2 separate regions of the Anas platyrhynchos genome follow, and region 2 is linked to region 1. The links are chromatin contacts, called in public Hi-C maps. All regions are on one chromosome and are shown on one strand. Each heading gives the region's core, a stretch centred on a gene start, on an enhancer-like site or on the middle of the called end of the contact. The rest is flanking DNA. Distances are from core to core; before and after follow the strand shown.

Region 1 (5,394 bases), core at 2,815-5,314:
ACTTCCTTTCCTCTTAGAGAAGATCATAAGTTATGCATTTCTAGAGCAGCCATTAATTCTCTAGTAGAGGCACAGCCTGTAAAACAAGTCTGCTTTAAAGATTTAAAAATGTTCATTATATTTAGTGGCTGGCTTAAAGTATGATAATGATCTTTCTGTTAGAAGCCAAAGGCTTTTCAAACAAAAATGAGCTTTTTCTTATTGTATGTATATTGGTTTTTCTGTTAATTATGAGGAACAAATCTATTGTAGCAACTTGTTGCATAAGGACAGCTTGTTTTCCCCTACGTAGCATTGAATGGGTACTGAAGAGGATTTTCTATTACAAGTCAAAATGATATATTTACTGAATGTTCTCTAGCTTAAACTGGTGAAGTCAAACATACTCAGACTAGAAGAATGAAGCTAATGATGATCATAAGCTATGGTTTCTTATACAAAATGCTTAGACTTATTCAGCAGAAACCTATGCAGGACTTCATCTTGCATTCTTTCCATCTCTCTGCCCTGCTTTCCAAAGCCCTTTCCTTAGCACAGAGTTAAAGCATCACCTGGAGACAGTGATTTGCCAAAGTCAGGAGTTGGAATTAGTAGGGAGACTTGGCGCTTATTTCATAGCTTGTGTTACTTGGCAATTTTTCCTCTTACTCTGATTGGTAAATACTGTCACTTTGGTGTAGTTAAGTTGCTGACTTGTGCAAAGTCTTTCCATTTTACCTACTAGTACATAAAAAGCCAACTAAACTTCTTCCTGGGGCAGAATGAAGAGGCTTTGAAAAAATATGCTGAAGAATACCTGGCTAGAATTAAGAGAGAGGAACAGAGATATCAGGCACTAAAGGCACATGCTGAAGAAAAGCTGCATCAGTAAGTACCATGCCAAGAAGCCAAGTACTAAGAGTGAAATATGCAGTTTTCCCCAGTTGCTGTTAAATGGGGTTTGCTTATGCCAAAACCTGGCTTAAAGTAGTGATTTTGAGGGGTTGATCTTCAAAGAATGAGAATCTAGTGTGATTCTATGAACAGTCATACTGCTGTTTGAAGGTGATAGAAACATCCATTTTGCTTCAATTCCAGAGCAAATGAGGAAATTGCCCAAGTACGAAGCAAAGCTAAATCGGAGACTGCAGCGCTCCAAGCCAGCCTCCGCAAAGAACAAATGAGGATCCAGTCTTTAGAGAGGAGCCTTGAACAAAAGGTTAGTCAAAAGGCTGTGACTGAGTCTTTCTAATCTATTGCCTTAGACAAGCTGAAGAAATACCTTGCACCACTACTAGAAATAGTCCTAATAACTGCTGTTTTAGGTGACTGCTGTCCAGGTAGGTGTTGGGAAATAAGTACTGAAATTGAGTCTTGACATAATTGATGTGTGCCTTATCTGTATATAGATTTTTTTTTCTTGGATCAAAAGGGCTTGTTCCCATAGATGGGTCACAGAAATGACCAATCGAGGCTGCTGTCTCAGGATGCTCTCTAAGCTACTGAAGGAGTTAGTGTTTTGAAACTTAAACACATCCAAGAGCAGAATCTGGAAATGATCTTGAATAACTGCCTGATTCAGCTTGTTTGTAGACACATGATTTGTAAGCCATTAGCACTAGTCAAGCTGTTTTGTATTGGCTGAACTCTTTCAATATTGTTCAGGCCCTTAATCTTTATGAAACACTGTGATCAAATATACTTCATGGAGGAAGTCTTGAAATGCTTTGTACAGCCACATCAGTCTCCTTTGTTAGAACAAATAAATAGAAATATTTCTGAGGGTTGAAACATATTGCTGGAAGTGCATGCTCTTAGTTCTACTGCATCATGGTTGTACTTTTGCCAATGCTGAAGACTCAAAAACAGATAATTCTGATGCATTCCTGCTGTTACGAAAAAATATCCTGTATTTATGTCTTCACGGTTATGGCTAAGGTTTGAATAAATGAGGAAACAGTAGACCTATAACTAGAACGATGAAATGAGTCATTTAGCACAGAAGTATTTTTTTCCTGTTTCAGATTTGATTTTTCTTGTATTTTATGTTAGGAACTCTTATTAAAATGGTTTAACCACTCAAGCAATTAACACAAGCTGGAAACTACTACCACATGTTGGTAAAAGTACCGAAGCATCATGCCATGGAGATGTCTGTCTTGTGAAGTTTAAAATCCAAACCATTGCTATCATCTTGAATTTCAGTATACCTAACAAAATGACCTTGAGTCTGAAAAGTCTAAGTTTACCAAAATTTTTAGAAACAAATTGATCTATGGAAATCTGTTGAAGTAGAGGAACTATAGCTAATTCTGCTTCACTTCCTGGGGATCTTACGGGGATCTACATGAGATCTACAAAGTAGACTGTCCCTTTTGAGTAAATTTCTGTAAGTCACTAGCATATAAACGGACTTTCTATTCCATGTTGGGAAATGTGGCTTATTGTGACTCAGCTTGCTACCTGTAGCATACCTTACATGTACCCGTAACTCTTCTTTTTTTTCTTTAACAGACTAAAGAAAACGATGAACTAACAAAAATCTGTGATGACTTGATTTTGAAGATGGAAAAAAATGCATAGCTTAATTGTTCTTGTAAATATTTCTAGTTTTTCTGACTTCCTGTCCCATGTGTTCATTCAGTCTTTTAATTATGTATTGGGGGAAAAAATAAAACTTCTGATTTGCACTCCTCTTGTATATTATTATCTCTTGTTGGAAATGTCAGTTTACTGATATGTTTATAAATACTGAAGTTCAATTTTCTCTTCTGGTATGTATCAATATATTGCCTACTTTCACATATGTCAGTGGAAGGAAAAACTAATCGTCTTACCCTCAGTCTCTTCCCTGTGTGAGAACACCAAGATTCTGTGATATCCTGGCTGCTGATGAAGGTCAGCATTAAGGACATGTCTATCTTGCGCTTCCTGCTGTGTCATTTCAGTCAAAACTTTATGAAGTTAGAGGATTGTAGTTTTAAGCAGACTAGGTGTCACATCCTGTCAATGGTGACTTATGTTCCTTCTTTATAAGTGACAGTTGTGAATCTTGAGAAGACTTGATAGCTGTTTGCAGTAAACCAGGCCAATTACTGACCTTGAAAGTGAATACTGAGCAGAATATTGTATAGGAGTGTTTTGTACTTTATTTCCAAGCAGGGCTTGGCGGTGGGGGGAAGAAGGTTTGGGATATTTTTTTCACTTAGTGATGTAAAAAAAAACCTCAGAACTTCAGCTTTTCTTTATTAAAAGAAAAATATAAACCTGAGCTGAAGTGATTTGTTTTCAGATGAGCTAAGATGCCAAGGGACTGGAAAACAGGACAGACTTGCTTGCTACTCTACTGCCGTAATATTTTTCAAGTCATTAGTCTGATGCTATTGACTTTCCAGTCAGCCATCCAGAGCTCTATGCCACTCTTACAGAAAGGCTTTGAGGAATGTAGTAGGCTGCAGGTCACAGGTCATAATGAAATCAGTTTTAATTAGGACAGAAGTAGATACGTCAGATAAGTTATTACCTAACAGACCTTCTACAGGATTGTCTCATTGTGTAAGCTATAGTTTTTCGTTTAATATTACTGGGAGGTCATTCCCTCACTTGCCTAACTAGTAGCTGCATTTTTCTCTCAGAAGGGTTGTTGCTGCCGGGTGTGCTTGTGGCTGTACTTGGAGCTCTTCCCGTATTTGTTAAGGGTAGTTTGCTTGGGGCAGGAGGAAAAATGACTAACAGTACTTAAATCATGGAATCTGGGGTATACTCTGGCTAGGTAGCTACTTGTCATTATTGGTATGTTTACAGGAAGCTGTATGTAGCTAGAATACTTGAGACCTGTTCCACTCTAGGGTTAATTAACACTTCAAAGCTCATGGTGCGTTGAGTTTTCTTTCACTTTATAGTTTCAGAACTAACCTGGGAATGTCAATGTGAAGTCAGTAGCAATGATATTGAATGCCCGCTTCCTGCAGAAATTGCTTTGCTAGATTTTTTTCTTTAATCTATAGCTCAGGAAGTGCTACATGGAGGCAGAGAAGAAATCATTCACAGAACAGACTGTACAAAAACAAAGCCTTGCTATATCAACTTTAGATAACAGGGATTACTCCAAGCTGTGTCTTGGAGTGTCCCTTTGTAATAGACTTAAACAGAACTGAGAAACTTGGTGCCTGTTGAATATGAACTTCTGCTCATATTTTAATTATGGAGACTAATTTCTCTTGAAGTTCTCAGTGAATACTGAGGCTGCAGGTTGATGTTAAGATAAGATTAAGCGTGCAGCCACAAAGTGTAGTCCTTTTCTCTCTGGTGTTGGATCATCTCTGTGGTGTGCTGGCCCGGATGGACTAACTGGCCAAGGTGAAAGGGTGTCTGATTAGAAGAAACTGGTTTGCAGGGGATCGATGTGCTGTGAAGGTTCACTTTTTACATCTAGTACAAAAAGGGATAAAAAACAAAAAAGGCAGGTCACTTTGGCAGAGTAACTGACTACCTTAATGCAAAACTGAACTTGAACTAATAACTCTACAAACTCATTAGAAATAAACTTGCAATGGCAAATCTTCCCACAAGATGTAGCTGCTGCTCTTCCAAATGTTGGCTGTAAATGGCAGGGCTGTGTGTCAGCACACTGCAGAAGTGGAGATAGTCCCTGACTAGTGCTTAATACTAACAAGGCAATTGTTCTAGTAGGTTCCTGTTGGGAGGGATGAAGAGCTGCAAAGTGATGTATGCCAACAGACTGTATATACATAGTGATAACACTACATGAAACTTCAGTGCTACAGCTATCAAAGTAGTAATCATACCACCAATTAATATAATCAAGTTCTTCAGAGTTGGCTGGGTGACGGGGTCTCTGTTGCTAGTTTTGCCCTTCTGCTCTATGGATGTGGGATGGGGGAGTTGTAGGCATTTTGTGTGTGCCTTTAGGCAGCTGCTGCACAAGGGAGTACTGGCACCCTCCTCACCTTCCTTCGTTCCGTCAGGGTGAAATGTCCATGGATGGCTTTGGGTGAACTGCATAAGCAGACAGTCTCTGATCCAGTATCTCGGCAGATAAAGGGAGGAGAGCTGTGAAGTGGAGGAAGGAGAGGAGCCTCTCAGCTTGCTTGTTCCCTTGCTTGAATATAAGGGCATTGCAGACACCTTAGTCCCCAGTCTCCTGACTGAGGTGGATGCAGATCAAGTCCAGTAAGAGAGCAGCACACCAGATACAATTCTCATTTGGTCTCTTATCACATGTATCATCAAGAATCACATCTCATGTGGCTGTTTATTGCCTATTGATATTGAATAATGGAAACTGCACTTCAGTAAGATGTTGAGAGACAGCACACCACAGTCCTACTGCAATCTGTGACTACTGTGCTGTGAAATCTGCCTGAGGCTCTTCTATTTGCTGGTTGTCTCCCT
Region 2 (5,093 bases), core at 624-3,123, 51 kb before region 1:
TAGAAGCCTAGGTTCAATCAACAGGGCTATATGCTGCAACTCCCATCCACTGATGAGAGGAACAAAAGGTACCCTGGTATTTATAGCTCAGATGTAAACAGCGCTATAAAATAAGATACATTCACTAAATTGTCACTTCCTGTGCTGGGGAAATGGTAAGGAAGGCAAATGGCAAGGAAGGCAAATGTCAGCACTATGAACAGAGTGACTGACCTCAGAAGTGGGTCCCTCTACATTTGTTTAGAAACAACTTTTTGGGGCAATGTAGCATCCTCAGAAGTAAGACTTCAGAAAAAAAATAAGAGCAGATCACTTCACAGACTTTCATGTTTCATTAGCCAACTTTTTTTTTTCTTTTTTTTTTTTTTTTTTACCATAACAGAAAGCACAGCCTGTACCCACAAGGACAGATGGGTTGGCTCATGCTGTTAGCACATCATGATAAACAGCAGTAAACAGGCATAAAGCACAAGCATAAAAAAATAAAGAAAAACAGTGCAACTCATCAGAATTAATCACAGAATGGTCGAGGCTGGAAGGGACTTCTAAAGATCATCTACTCCAACCCCCTTGCTGAGCAGGATCACCTAGAGCACATTGTGCAGGATGGCACCCAGGCAGACTTTGAGTATCTCTGATGAAGGAGACCTCACAAGCTCTCTGGGCAGCCTGTCCCAGCGCTCTGTCACCCTCACAAGGAAGAAGCGTCCCCTTGTATTCAGTTGGAACCTCCTGTGCTTCAGTTTGTGGCTGTTGCCTCTCACTCTGTCGCTGGGCACAACTGAAAAGAGCATGGCTCTATCGTCTTGCTGCTCTCCCCTCAAATATTTATACACACTGATGAGGTTAAAAGGTTAAAGAGCCTTCTTTCTCAAGGAGCAACTCCAAGACACCACAGTAGATTATTCTCTCCTATTTACTGTGCACTGAGCTGTGTCAGGGGAGGATCATAGCATGTGTGAGGAAAAACAGCCTTGCTGTGTGGACACTCAGACCATGGGATGTGATCCCGGAGAGGTGCCCCACACCTCTCGGTGCTCAGGAGGCATTTGGATGCTGCCCTTATCGGTGTTCCAGCAGGGTTTTCCCCGAGGGGAGCAGCCCCGGACCTACCTGCCCAGCCTGCCGTCGGCTGCCCTGCCGGAGCTCTCGTCCCTCGCCGCGCCGCCGTCCTGGCTCTGCCGCCTCCGCTTCCCATCCGCGCCGCGCTTCCTCCCCTGGCACCACCGAGGAGCAGACTGCGGGCTGCCGGCGGACAAGACAAAGCCGTTATTTCCATCTCTATTAAAAATAAATAATAATAAAAAAAAACACAACTCCCCGCAACGACGCGGCGTCCCCTCACCGAGGGGCCAGCGGCTCGCAACATGGCGGCGGCGGCGCCCCCCTCATGAGGCGGCCGCGCTGAGGGGGAAGCGAGGGAGGGAAGCGAGGAGGAAGGGGGTGAAAGGAGATGGCCGAGGGGGACCTCCGGGCTCCCCCATGGCTCCTACCTGGCGGTCTCGGCGCCGTGAGGGCTCCGCTGCCGGGCAGCCATGGCGTGAGGCGGCAGGGAGCACAGCCGGCCCCGCTTCACATCTCCCGCCGCCGCAGCGCCGAGCCCGCCTCCCCGCCGGCCCCTCCACCGCGGCGCCCCGGGGGGACACACGGGCGTGTGGAGGGCTGAAGAGGGGGAAAATGCGGCCGCCGGGCCGCCGTCGAGCCTCACCGAGAACCAAGAGGGCTCCTCGGTGGTTGATGGAGGAACGGGAGGCTTCAAGGCGCTCCCGGCTCCGTCCCCGTCCCCCCCGCCGCCATGGTTGGGCCCGGCCCGGGGCGTGTTGGCGGGAGAGCCAAGCGCGGCCCCCGGCAGCGCCATGGCTGAGGCACCTCCCTCTCAGCGCCAAAACCCCCCCAAAAAAAGGAGAAAAAGGGAAAGGGGAGGCTGGCCGGGATTTAAAGGTTAGGGCCTGGAGGCAGCAGGACGGCTCTTTAATACAGGAGGAGGAGAAGGGTATTTAAATGGCCGCTTCTAGCCCACACTCAAGAGCTACAGTGTAAATTTATGTCTTATGAAGAAACATAACCTTAAACAACAATTAAAATCAGTATTGAATAACATTGCTTATGCCATAAGGTCACTAAACTTCTAAATAAGTGGGGTTTTTTGTGTTACTATAATTTCAAGCACAGGCATCACGAATTCCCATGAACCTGTGAGACCTGCTACAGGTTGACATTTACCAGAAACTGTCTGGAAAACACCCCCAGTAAAACACAAACACACTTTTAAATAAAATATCTTTCTTTTATTATTTTTGAAATGTAATAACGGCCAGATTTCTGCTGATTCTGTCAGCGTTCAAAAAGTGGCAAGGTGGAAACAGGAACGGGATGTTTATCTAAAGACAACACGTAATAGTCATTCTAGATTTCTGGTTGTAAATTTACTGCTGTCAAGGGGTTACTTCTCAGGAACTGTAAGCTTTTTAAGAACCATTGTCATCTGTGGCCATAGCAGCACTCTCTTGCTGTAGAAGCTGGCACAATTTTGCATTAATTCTAAGAATGCAGTTTCCTGCATCACAAACCCAGCAATCTTGCCCTGACCCAGGTGGCCTCTCCATTAGGGGCATTTGGTTACCACCTGCAGCATGGGATAACTTGTTTTCCACTATCCATGTCTTCATCATGTCTTTTAAATAAATAAGAAAAAAAATATTACCACTGTACAGCAGCTAACTTTGAAGGTAAACGCATCTTAGATGTCCTGCTTTCAGATCTTAGTGTTTTACTGAGCATGGAGCCAGCTTGTTGTCACAGAACAGCATCTCGGAAACTTCCTACAACAGACCTCAAAGAGAAAAAGCACAGGACCTGTCTGCAAACTTTGAGAAAAAAAAAACATGAGGCGTCTCTGGGCATAAGAGCAAAAGGAAGAGGTCAGATATAAAGGTCTCAGATCAGCACAGGGATCACTGCAGTATTACCTATGTGCTCTTGAAGGCCGATAGGAGGCACCTACCAGCTCTGAGAAGCTCAGCATTGCCCTGAAGTGGTGAACATCCTCTTCATGGTGATTTACAGAGCTCACTGTCTCTTGTCTTTCTGTAACAAGCGAAACTCACACTATTAATTTCCTCCAAAAGGTCCAAACGCTATTTAAGCACTTGGCTAAACTTTCTTTTGCAAAGCTGGGCCAAACAACGGATGGATGAATAGAGACATTGCCACAAACCTCCCAGCAAAACGAACAGCTTCAAATTGAAAGTGCTCTGCCTGCTTGCCCTTGTTGAGCTGCACCAAGCCAGACCAAGAGTCTTCAGCCACTAGTTTGCAATAGCTTTTAGACTGTAAACAGTTTGAAATCTCAGCGGGTAGGTGGCTTGTTTTGAGTTTTTGCATTATTTTGCTTAATTTTACAAATGGAAGAAAAGCAAAACCATTGAGAATGCACTGAAATTAATTTTCACTTATAGAAAATTCATCTGCATTCTCATTATATACATATATACACACACACACCAAAAAATACACACTTATATAAACAACTATACACTTGTAGGTGTTCTTTTTGCTGTTTCATTATGCTCTTTGGGTAGTATCCACATACTTCGTGCTCCTGGCTGAAACCAGTAGTATTTAGGGAAGATGCAAGGAGAACTGAGTTTACTTTCTATCACCTCATGCTCTTCCCCTTCCCTCCCCCCAGAGTTTGTACACAGGTCCTGCATTTTTCTCCTCTGCAAGAGCTGTTGCAGGATGCCTCCAAGTTGCCCCTCTGTGTGCGATAACAATCAGGCTGGCTCTGCACTCAGTAAAATTCTAAGACATGAAAGCAGTACAATTTAAGTGATGTACCCATCTTGGAAGTTCCTTCCCCTTTGCCCACATCTCTTGTTCAGCATTTGTATAATAAATACATGCTCGCACAGGAATGTTTCTGCTGCAGTAGCACTGCTCCTTTCCCACACCATACTACAGATAACAGAATTGTGTTTCTGGACCAAGGACACTCTTGCAGCTCAGCGGAGGTTCAAAGCAGATACAAACCAACCCATTTCTTCCAGTCTTGCTCTGAAATAAGTTGACTTGTTTACCTGAACTCATCCAAGCTCCCAGTAGAGAATGGTCCCAGCCTAGAAGATGCACAGTGCTGTTAGCATAGCACTGCGTTCAGTTTACTGAGCAAAACTATCTGCTGGAACACAGATTAGGGGTTACAGCTGCCTTGCATCTTTTCTGTCCTTTCCAGCAAAGAAAATCCTTCAGAAAAGCACTCTGACACTCCAGTGGGAATCTTAAGGGAACAAGGAGATATCTTCATCGTTGTGACCTCAAAAGGAACAGTTTTTTTTGTTCTTGTTTTTAAAAAAAGACACAGTGGCATTTCAGAACTGCTAGTGAAGGACTGTTTCTACAAGCACAGATAACGTATCATCTGTAAGGTAATTCTCCCAGTGGAAGATACGTGTCACTTCTTGAAAGAAATTTAAACCTGACTGGTGAAGTTTGGAATTTATTTTGGCATAATTACAAACTGAGCACAGAATTACACAAACTGCATTTAATTAAGAGGTAAAAGTAATGGAAAACTATCAACTGGAAACTGAGCATGGAATACTAAATTTCAGCTTTGCTTTCCTGAGTTATAAATCCTTACATCAAATAGTTTTGGATAGATAAACAAGCAAATGGATGGATTGCATTCAAGTTTTAACTGCTCTATTTAGACTGATAGTGTTGCTAATTAGAAGGTGTTGATATGGTTCTGTATCCAGTGGCAGCACTGCAGGAGATGACTTTAGTAGACCTCAAACCTTATCTGTTCAGTATCATTCCTTTCATTATGCTATCATAGCTCGTCCAACAGTGTGGAACCTGGATTAGGGAACAAGCCTGTCCAAAATGTTACTGCCACAGGCAGATTGGTTGTTCTAATCCTAATTTAAGTACCTTCAACCAAGAAACACACATTAAGAACTGACTCATTACAAATCCTATGGATTTGTGTCTGTAAGTCAGCTGCAGACCTCATCTATCACAAACAAAAGCTTCAGGGCTCTGACAGCTGAGCTTAAACATTTTGTGATAGCCCATTACCCCCAAGTGAC

What was found. A called contact is a pair of places that touch in the nucleus more often than the background predicts.
Region 2: a contact with region 1 is called in a Hi-C map of small yellow follicle, with 2.0 times the contacts expected there. The contact joins the promoter of SLBP here to the enhancer-like site in region 1. A contact is called at or near these places in 3 of 8 Hi-C or Micro-C datasets (liver, skeletal muscle and small yellow follicle).

What each region holds. Positions count from the first base shown.
Region 1 is chr4:72,100,436-72,105,829 of IASCAAS_PekinDuck_T2T, reverse strand. TACC3 (transforming acidic coiled-coil containing protein 3) reads left to right here. Exons shown (of 16, transcript XM_027455696.3): 14 at 761-867; 15 at 1,078-1,198; 16 at 2,494-2,669. The coding sequence ends at 2,562. Among named protein-coding and RNA genes, the nearest start is that of TACC3, 20 kb to the left of the region's middle. Within about 2 kb of position 4,064, at least 4 of the 8 cell types and tissues checked have an H3K27ac peak or open chromatin away from gene starts, as enhancers often do. A contact at or near this core is called in small yellow follicle, where this site is marked.
Region 2 is chr4:72,149,949-72,155,041 of IASCAAS_PekinDuck_T2T, reverse strand. It overlaps SLBP (stem-loop histone mRNA binding protein), which reads right to left and starts at 1,873. Exons shown (of 9, transcript XM_027455698.2): 1 at 1,494-1,873; 2 at 1,114-1,245. The coding sequence starts at 1,858.